2 separate regions of the Danio rerio genome follow, and region 2 is linked to region 1. Evidence: chromatin contacts called from public Micro-C data. All regions are on one chromosome and are shown on one strand. The core of a region is the stretch at or near the end of the contact, and the rest is flanking DNA. Distances in the headings are between cores, read along the strand shown.

What was found. A called contact is a pair of places that touch in the nucleus more often than the background predicts.
Region 2: a contact with region 1 is called in a Micro-C map of caudal fin, with 3 times the contacts expected there. The contact joins the promoter of hoxa11a here to the promoter of creb5a in region 1. A contact is called at or near these places in 2 of 18 Hi-C or Micro-C datasets (caudal fin and embryo) and 1 of 4 datasets of contacts at active chromatin or transcription factors (caudal fin).

Annotation. Positions count from the first base shown.
Region 1 is chr19:21,761,020-21,766,625 of GRCz12tu, reverse strand. creb5a (cAMP responsive element binding protein 5a) reads left to right here and starts at 3,083. Exons shown (of 11, transcript XM_009294189.5): 1 at 3,083-3,143; 2 at 4,283-4,355; 3 at 4,485-4,578. The coding sequence starts at 4,299. It overlaps LOC141379066 (a long non-coding RNA gene), which reads right to left and starts at 2,011. Exons shown (of 3, transcript XR_012395023.1): 1 at 1-2,011.
Region 2 is chr19:21,993,363-21,998,919 of GRCz12tu, reverse strand. It overlaps hoxa11a (homeobox A11a), which reads right to left and starts at 2,206. Exons shown (of 2, transcript NM_131544.1): 1 at 1,495-2,206; 2 at 653-888. The coding sequence starts at 2,206. The coding sequence ends at 653. It also overlaps a transcript of evx1 not described here.

The sequences.
Region 1 (5,606 bases), core at 1,834-4,333:
CAAATCTGATCAAGAATATGTTTTACAAGTTTTAAACAGTTCATGTTTGTAATGTATTACACCAATTAACTTCAGCTGTACTTATCACCGCAGCCACGTATCAGTACAAAAATAACAAGATGTTTCAATCCTGGTTTGAGGACATTAAATCAGGTTTACTTTGTACATCAACATAACGGATTTCCATACAGCAGTGGATATTAACCTGTATCCTGTCACATTTGCATGCAACAACAGTGAAAAATTAAATGCGAGCATTGTGTGTGTATCTGTCTGTCAACTTTGTAATGACGTTGTGTGTGTCTCATCATTCTCCTTAACTCATTAACTCCACAAAAAAATACATCAAATAATCACTGGGAAAGATTTTACTGTAGTTTTTCTCACAACTTGAGAACTTTACTAAGCTTTAAAAATGTGTCCAAATAAAAGGTTTAATCTGCCAAAAGGAAGGAAAGCCAAAAAGAAAATTAATGAATGAACAACAATACATAATAAGTTCATATATATCAGTTAACACAATTCGAAGGAGTATTACTTACCAAATGTAATGATTGAACAATTAAAAAAAAATCTGGTGATAAATATCCTATGTGTCTGTCTTCTGGTGTTTAACTGGAAGTTGGCAAACTAACTTAATGGTGCATTTTCCACCACCTGCAGAATTGGAAGTATGGGGCGCAACTTAAAAGACGCTGGTTCTACCTATGTTTTTGAGTTGAGGCAACAAATACTATAGTGTGAGACACTGAAAATGCAGTGTATGTGCTTGTGCAACTGAACTGTAAAGTAATCCAGTACTATTATTGTTTGTTTTTAATATCTATTTTATAAAACAGTTGTCAATCTTTGCAGGCCTGTCCAATTTATTATTTTAGTGAGTCGACTCATTGCACTGAGGTGCTCACGGTGACCCAAGTTCGTTTACCGGCTTGAGGTCCTATGCCGATCCTTCCCCTATCTCTCCTCTCCATACTTTCCTCTCTATAACTCTCCACTGTCCTATCAAAATAAAGATGAAAACCCCTAAAAACGATTATTAAAAAAACTGAATATGTATGCATTTACACACATTTACATAAGTAAATATATAGACTTAATGATAACAATTTATTTGAAAAGGTCTATGGATTTCTGTGTGTACAAATTCCATATTCTCATCCAAAAGAGAACAATGTCCTTGTGAAATCAGTCAAAATGCATTATGTTTTCAATCATTAATTTTGCTTCGGCTTAGTCCCTTTATTCAGCAGGGGTGGCCAAAGCAGAATGAATCGCCAACTTATCCAGCATATGTTTTACATAGCGGATGCCCTTCCAGCTGCTAGCCAGTTCTGGGAAACACCTATACAGTTGCACATTTACACACATACACTACAGCCAATTTAGTTTTTTCAATTCACCTGTACTGCATGTCTTTGGACTGTGGGAGAAACTGGAGCGCCCGGAGGAAACCAACGCAACATGGGGAGAACATGCAAACTCCACACAGAAATGGCAACTGGCCCAGCTGGGGCTTGAACCAGCTAACTTCTTGCTGTGAGGCGACAGTGCTAACCACTGCACCACCTTACATTTTGTTTAATTACTGTTATCTGTAACAAAATGCTTTAAGTTTCTCTTTTGTAAGTCACTTTGAATAAAACATGAATTTATAATTTTATAGATTATAATAGAATGGTGAAACAAAAGGTGAACCTGACAGTTCCTTTTTAAGTTGAATTATATCATTGGAGAAACATGGATGATGTCATGAGGCCTGTGGATGCATGCCCTCTGCTGCATTGTCTCTGTGTGTGAATGATTCATACTCAAAGATGTAGGAGTCAGCTAAGGCTGGGGCTTGATGTGACATCATTACCACTTCCTGTTTTGTGGTGTTGCTGGGGAAACAGCTACTAGCATTCTGAGTTAGAGCAGGCTAATGATTCACACTGTATTTTCCTCCCTCCCACTTGTGTGTTTTCTTGCACTCTTTCCCTTGCGATGACCACAAAAGGACCACGTTGTTCTGAAACATCAGACACACCCCTTAGTTTTAACACAATCTGAAAGTATCCACATTCTGTCATACATTTCAAATCATGACATCAGTGGTTTAACACGATGATTAAACAAAACATTCTTGAAACAAGTAACAAAGCATAAATATTTAGTCACTCCAAACAAAATGTATTCCATTTAGGTTTCTAAAAAGAGTCTAAAGTGTTTAAAGTACAGCGGTATAGTAGATGCATTTGATTAAAAGTTAATTATCAACACTTACCAACATTACCAAGTGTGTTTACAATATTAGGCCTCTGTAAATATTTAAAATATATAAGCTATTATTTAAAAAAATAAATATTAAAACTTAACTTACTCTCAAAAAAAAAAAATTTAAATCATATTAAAAGTCCAAATCTTCAATAAAGTGGCAATAAAATCAATTGAAAGTGAAATAATAAAAAATAAATAAATAAATATTATAAGTTTAGGCTACTTGAAGGTTTGCAGTTTTCTTCTCATACTGAGTAACTGACCAGTTGTATCTTACTGTTTTCCACTGGTACTGTAACCACAAAAGGAAAGAAATACGTGTTTTATTTGGTTGGCCGTCGGAAAAAACAAACGTCTGGTAATCATTTGGATATACGGGTTAAGCCAGCAGTTAACGCGCTCATACATGCCCGCTCTCTTCTCTTTATCACACACACACACACACACACACACACACACACACACACACACACACACACACACACACACACACACACACACACACACACACACACACACACACACACACACACACACACACACACCATACGTTAATCGGGACCGTCCCGCGCACAGCTCCAGACAGCTGTTGGCGCAGCACGCACGCAGTAAAGCGCCTCCCCTTCCTTTTTTCTCCCTCAACGCTCCAATGTCCGCATCGGACGCCCGCTACATCCTCCGGTGGGCGGGTGCGCGGAGTCTGAAAGCACCTCCTCTTTTTAAAAAGCGGACCGCAATGATTTAGAAGTTCAGGAATCCCACGTGACGTCACCACAAGGTGATGTAATGCTTCTGTAAATAGATCATATTGTAATCGCGTTTCACTTCAGCGTGCTTCGTCCCAGCGCGAGGAGCGTTGCTTGTCTCAGTCTGCGTGCGTTTAGGTAAGTTAGTGTTACTGTTTTACAGTCAGTCTTTTGAATATAATTAAACACCTGATTTACAGCGCAAACAGTTTACTTGTTTTGTACAGTGTTTTGTGGGTTTTTGATGCGGTTGTTGTTGTTTTACTGTCAAGTTATGTCAAAGTGCCGGTTTCCACTGAGATGGGCGCAAACTGTTAGAATGTTTGTTTGAGGGGGTGTGACACCGCCGAATAAACAGGCGATAACAATATTCATATAAAAAAGGTTCTGACTGAAAACTGTCGTCTTTGCAAATCTTTAGTAAAGAGTGTAAACAAACTTGTCAGCAACCGGAGCGAATGTTGGACAGTTAGCGGTTCGAAGCCTATTCGAATTTTACGTTAAATCGAACACGATTTAACGGTTATAATCAAACACATGTGCATGTTTAGAGGAAGAAAGTATTTGCATTCGCTTTGTGTTTAATCAAACCGTGGATGACACCTGCCGACAGATATACTTCAGGGTGAATCAGCCAACTTTACTGTGTTTTTTTCTGCTAAATTAACATATCTGCCGCTGGTGAGATGTCTGCTCTTGGTTGTTTGGGTTTGTAATATTCGTGACACCGCGTGAATCCTCTGGTTTCGCCATTACGTCATTCTGCAGGCCAGTTAGACGCTTGGCATTAGCACCGTAGACCCGTCTTGCCAATTCAAACTCTTGCCCGGCTCAACTAAACGATGATGTCATAACTAGAGGAATGATCATTTTATGAGTAACCGGGCTAGAAGCATGCGTTTTATAAGGTACTTATCATATACAGAGAGCACGCACTGTACACAGAAGACAATTCATTTATAGGGAAATGTGAACAAAATATGGAGAACTGAAAGCAATACAAATAGTTTCAGTAATTAGATTCTATCTATCTATCTATCTATCTATCTATCTATCTATCTATCTATCTATCTATCTATCTATCTATCTATCTGTCTGTCTGTCTGTCTGTCAGTCTGGCATTAAAAAGGGTTCATAAAGTCTCTGTCTATTTATCTATTTAGACAGGCAGACAGACAGACAATATATGTAGGTGTCATTTATATCTGGCTGCTTGTCATGAGCACTTCATAATGTCATCTCCACTGCGCATGTGTTTGTATGTGTATTTTTATTAGGTCTTTTACATCTCAGATGATGAATGTTGATCAGGACAGGCCATTTGTGTGCATTGCTCCTGGATGCTCGCAGGTGAGTGACAGATGTCCTGTTTTGCTGCGGATTGTCATTTTTGCAAGCTATAATTGATTCATAGTTTAATACTTCTAAATAATTTTTTAACATTTATTTCTACATCAATTTTGTTTCTGATTCTTATAGAGCTTCCAAAGAGAAGACCACCTAATCATCCACAGACACAAACATGAGATGACGCTTAAATTCCCTTCTATTAAGTGTGACAGTATGCTTTCAGGTAAACACACACACACACACACACACACACACACACACACACACACACACACACACACACACACACACACACACATAATTACACACTGAAAGGGTATTTTATAATCAATGTTATATTAGGATTGTCAGAACAACGACAGTGTCAATCTAAATTCTGTGGGTCAGAAATATAAGAGCCTGGGAAAAGAGAATATGTGTTTGAGTGTCATGATAGGTCATGTTCTCCATCTCCTTTAATTTAGGATTTAGACAATGTCTGTTACCCTGGAAACTCAATGTCTGACATATAAACATCAGCCTGACCCTTAACCTTTGGGGTCTGTGAGCCATCACTGGAGCGGCAGAAACATTTACATAAAAAACAAAAGAAGGGCTTTACCTTCTGACCTCTTTCATGGTAGTCTAGAAAAAAGCGTTTGGTTTAGACTACCTCTAAATTACCAAAACAGCGAGAGCAAAATCAGGCTCATGTTTATGACATAGGGTTAATTTTTACCATTTTTTCAGCATGTCACGAGAGTACTTCTGACATGTTTCGCTTATGACATTGAGAAGAAGGCTAGCTTTTCTACATTTGTTTAGAAGGCCTGGAAGTTACTTGATATTGATCTACTTTATTTTGTTCTATGACCCTATGACATGCCTCCTATGTTTACATGTAGTGTATGACATATTTAAATATTCAATATATATTATAAACACCATACCACCTCAAAATAATTCTAGAGATACATAGATAACCCTGTTATAAAAATGCATTATTTATAATATTGTATGTAGCATACACCTATCTATAAAACAATATAATAATACAATATTTATTCATGTATACTGTGTATGAGATGGTATAATCAGATTTATGCATTCTTTGTTTCTTATTTGTGAATATATTGAAAAAAATTATTGCCTGAAAATATAGATATTTTTCTATATATTTTTTTAATTTATTATTATTTTTTTTCTGATATAAATGTACTTTATAAATGAACTCACCTTGTTCTAATTAATAAAAATCCCTATCGTATTGAC
Region 2 (5,557 bases), core at 957-3,456, 230 kb before region 1:
TCATCGTAAACACCAATTTATCCTTAGCCCGAAAGAGTCTTAAAGATTTTTACTGGGTAAAGTTGCCAGTTATTAGTTCGAAAAAAAATACATTAATGATCTTTGGTTATTCTCCTTCAGTCAGTAAGCTACTTGTCTCTTTTATCTTTGTGTTTACATAATCTGCAACAAGTGAACACTTTGGAAGATCAGAAAATAATCTATACAGCTGCTTGCAATGAATCGTTTACATTCCCGAGAGAGGTCCGTAGAATAAAGTGTTATTGCTTAAAGACTTTCTGCAACAACCAGGGAGGTAATTCCACTTGCAAATCAAATAAATAATTAGGAAACTAGGATAAGTGGCAATCTATCTTTTTTTTTGTCAGCATTCCTCCACACAATTTAATATATTGTATCCTTGAAGAGAAATTTAAATGCAAGCGAAGTACTTGTTCAGTGTGCATCATGCTTACACTTGTATTGCTTTGTTTGTTGCCAGTGCAGAACCACCAGTATTATATGAATTTCACTATCCTTCGCTCTCTGTGTATGTACACAAGCGAATAGTGCCTTGTCGCGAATTTGAAATTTACCTCGTGAGAATATAGTGTAATGCGAACGCATTACAGCAGCTACTAAATTTCTACCTCTGTTGTTGTTATTGTTTATCCTATAGCAGTGGATTGGTACTGTAATACTGTAACCTGTCCCGATTTAGTTTTTTTTCCTTCATGCGCCGGTTCTGGAACCAAATTTTCACTTGGCGATCAGTGAGGTTAAGCATCCGTGAGAGCTGAAGTCGTTTTTCTTTGTTGATGTACACGCTGAAGAAGAATTCCCTTTCAAGCTCCCGAATTTGAAATTTAGTGTAGGGACACCTCTTCTTACGAAACCTGGGCCCACCTAAATGTAAATACACGTTAGATCAAATATATAAACTAATAGTGTACATATAGGCTACACAATATACATATATATATATATATATATATATATATATATATATATATATATATATATATATATATATATATATATATATATATATATATATACATATATATGCATACACACGCACAAACACGCACACCACACAGAAACATTGATAGATAGACATGTATGTTAGTAAAAAAAAGCACTATAAAACTAAAAGTGAAATTTAAGCTACAGAAAATAACAAATTAATGGTAAGTAATCAAATATTATGCTTTTTTACTAATATATTACATATTACTTAGGCTTTTAAACAAGTAATACTATTATTGCTATTATTACTAATAAAGTTGTAATTATTGTTATTAATAAATCTCACATTAAATTTGCAGACACGAAAAGCATGTTACACTGTAATCAAACATGACAAATCCCTGCTCGTACTAATGCGTTTTAAAGGTAAAAATGTCCAATCTTTAAGTCTTTTCATGGCTAATTTCAATTCCAAGCACTTGAATTTCACAGTGTTAAAGTAGTCTAGGTTTTGTTGGGGAAATCTCAGGTCCTCCATAAACCTTATACGCTTATAAAACAGCATATAAAATTTTAACAGGAGCGCGCAACATTGCAAACTCTCTCGCATGACAGTCTTGTTGAGCTCGTACTTACTGTTCGCACCGCTAGTTTTTTCCTCATTGTTTCCGGAAGATGATTCGGGGCTACTGGTCTCCGGTCGCTCCTTTCCTTCGGGCTGCTGCTCCGGTGCGGGCGCTGGTGTCGACTGTTTGCTGGAGTGCATTTTATCCCTTGCTGCATAGTCGTTGTCTACTACACTGTCCGAGCCTCCGTAGGCGGTGTCAAAAAACTGGTCAAATGCTTGAGGAAGCACACCGTTTCTTCCAACGTTGCCGTAAAAATTGGACGCAGATGTCGTGTTCGATGTAGAATGATAATACGCAGATGCATTATTCTTAGGGAACATTTCTCCAACAGTCGTTACAGCTGGTAAACACTCCCTGTGGACTGAATCCTCCGACGGATAACAATGTGCCAGTGGACCCCGGTGAGGCCATTTGGTGGACGGGTCAATAGCATAGTCCCGGAATGTAACCTCCCTGACATGCTGTACCTGAGGCAGGTTGGAAGCGTAAGAGTAAGTGACTGGGCGAGTAGACGGGCTTTGGGATAGAAAAGAGGGCAACGTGGAAAAATCAGCCCCCGGAACGTAATATGTGCAGCTGGGCAGATACATGTTGGAGCCAACGGAAACCCTTTCGTCAAAATCCATCATTGTACCCGCGTAGTTTCTTGCTTGGGCTAGTGAGACCTATACGCAACGCCCACAACATTGCTCTCATTTGCGCGTGCCATTTAGTCGCGTTGTAGGGATATCCGCGAGGCAGAAATTTTGAGACGTAAGATGACGTGGAAATCCATCTCTATCCGCTCCAACTGAGGCCAGGGTCACGTGATCATGTGAAGAAATTGACAGATCGTCTCTGGTTCAAGTTAGGCCTATATATTGACGACAGGGCTATTAGGAAATCCAAACTGCGCAACGCAAAGTTCAGATAAGTTACGAATTAATTTCTAATGTCTGTGATGTGTATACTCAATTTTTCACAACATAGACGATTAGAACTGTGTTCGATTAACTGATTTTTTAAACATTATATTTTATTGAAAACAAGACGCTATGATTATTGTTTTTCAAGCTCTCAGAGTATTGCAATCTAATTTTAAACGTCGGAACAGCATGTTTGTGACTTAAATAAAATGAAATCCAAGCGATCAGCACTTATCGAATAGCCGCAGGCCACTGGTGGTTTGCATTTACCTTACGTAATACAAACTCCCACAAAACACAACATTTATAAATACATACATTGAATATTAGAGTATTTCAAACGTGTATTTTGTCTCAAATTGTTTGAGAAAAAAATGAGAGCAGGATAGCATGATTTGACCTTTTATAATTGAGTGGAAATCACAACGCATGATTATTGCTGTTTCTCTGTTAATTTTTGCAAAACAAAATCATTCCAAGGTTAATTTAGGATAAACAAATTAGATTCAGATAGTGTTTACCTCAGAGTCCATTTTAGACCGTAACATGGCCGCATTTAGACTTAAGTTTATTCATTAAATTAAACATTTCGTTTACATCAATTCACCAATGTAACAGTGGTCATCTGTAAGGGCATATCTTTATATATCACAACTAAAAAATTATGGAATATTCTGAAAGGTGTTGTACTTGATTTTATTTGCTTTATTTTTAACTTACACACGAAAGATCATCTTGGACTCGCACGATATAAAGAATATAGTTTTGACTTTCAAGAATTAACGAGTCTAACAGTGAGACTTGGATTAGGCCGTTAAAGGCCTCACTTTTCCACAACGCATAACCCTTAATCCCCTTCTGCCAAATGCCTCAAGGCATCTGAGGGAGGCGAGTAACATGAGCCTAATTTAGTGCAAATTACATATTGTTTGCAACGTGTGTTTGTCGGGAATATAAAGTAATCGGATTATACGATGCCTAAGTAATTGGTTTTCCGCAAAAAGAAGAGTAAGTTAAACGCCAAAAGCTCTGCCTCTTCGTCAGCTTATAACAAATTCCGCGCCGCGTGCGGGAAAGTTTTCAGCAGTAATTTGGGGCCTGTGTTCAACGAAAACCTGCGATAGAAAGATTTTTATGCAATTTGCGAGACCTGTAGTGAGACTCATTTTTTTAACATAAGAGAACGACTCTGTTCAACCAGGATGAAGGGGCAATTCAGACAACATTTTTTCCCACTGTTTTCTATCCAGTATGTTCCAGCTTTGTTGTGGAGTCCTTGAGATTCAGATTAAGTTAATGTTGCTTTAGGTAAAATATCAGTTTTAACAGGAAAACAAGTTTAAAATAATATAAAGCTAATGAACTCCTATGTCAAAAAATAAATAAATAAAATAATATATATGCGGGACTAAGAAATTGCATCATATGACCATATTGTATAACATTATGAAATAACATTTTGTTTCTCTTTTGGTTTTGTCTTCAGTGTGTCTTATTCTAGTCTGATGTTGCGTCCAACACCCCCTCCCTCTTTCTCAGACTTTTCTCAGGGTTACCGCACAGACTTGGCTGTGCGGTCGACTTCAAGTTCGGGGAGGGGGACGGGCTACCGCCCACCGCGCAAGTCTGAAAAAGAGAATGAACAACAAACGCCACGCAAGCCATTCTATGCCCCGGATGGAGTTTCACAAAGTCGCTTCTACATCAGCGAAATTTACTAAGGCAGAAACCAATATAACATGACAAGTAGGAACTTTTGGGAGGGACTTCTCATCAGCATATTATAGTATGCTTAGCCTTTTATATATGTGCCGTTTTTGAATGGTCGACGTAAGCATCAAGCACCGTAAGAAAAAAAATTATTTAAACATTTTAATTAAAAAGTAACCAAACCGTTTGTATATCGACCTACAAGGAATGAGAGATATGCATATCTTTCTTTAGTCTTAGCTATTCTTGAAAGCCCATTACTAAAACAAACTATTGCTGCTGTCATTTTAAAAAGCCATTTTCTTTATTTAGAAAATGGATGCTCAGGCAGAGAGCTATTGGTCTGAAAGAGATAAATTTGATTACAAATCTTGTTAAGTATTTGCAAGTAGTTATGAGCTACATGTATTACATTCCACAGGAAAGTTGAAAAATGTCGAGTGTACAAATGTGCATCAACTGTGAAAATATGTAATTGTACTTTTTTTTTTTTTAATATGTTTTTGTAAATTTTAAAAGACAATAAACGATAGGATACCGATGAATACCAAGATAAAAATTATTCCCAAACGTTCGAACTTAAATTAAAATAGCACGTAGCTATTTTTATTTTTTAAGCAGATACCTGGGAAGAGAAGCACTGGGTAGTAATGTTTAGGCTAAATGCTATATTAAAATAGGTATTTAAAAAAAGGCCTTAAAATGCACCACGATTCAAAGATTTAATAAGGGTCCCACTTTATATTAAGTGGTTTTAACAAATACTTACTTACATCTGTAATTAAGTTTTGTAGTTACATTTGTAAATGCACTGTTGACCATCCCTTTCACCTTAACCCACCCTTAAACGTACCCATGCCACCAAACCTGTCCATAACCCAACCTCTATCCCAACTCAAAAGTGTTCTCAAACACATTATGAACACAGTACGTACATTGTATTTATTGTTTAATGTAAGTACATAGTAGGACTATGTCCTTATAGTAGGACTATGTCCTTAAGGACACTTAATATAAAGTGGGACCAATAATAATAATAATAATAATACATTTATAATACACACATATACAGATGTGTACTCAAATACTCATTTTTATATTTTAACCTATATAAATTTATCTTAAACGACTCGGTACATTTAAAAAAAAAAAGGTTTGCATTTTTAAAACCAAATGTGTTTACAATGATCAGGCTATTTTTCATTAGAAAAAAATGAGTTAGTGCTTTACCGCATTAAGGATACACATTTTCTGTGTAGTTTGGAATATTGTGATGGGATAATTCGTTTGAAAATCTGAATTTTAATTTAAATGATTAAACTACGAGCTTTGCTAAACGTGTTTCTTTGTATTAATCTCTGTCCA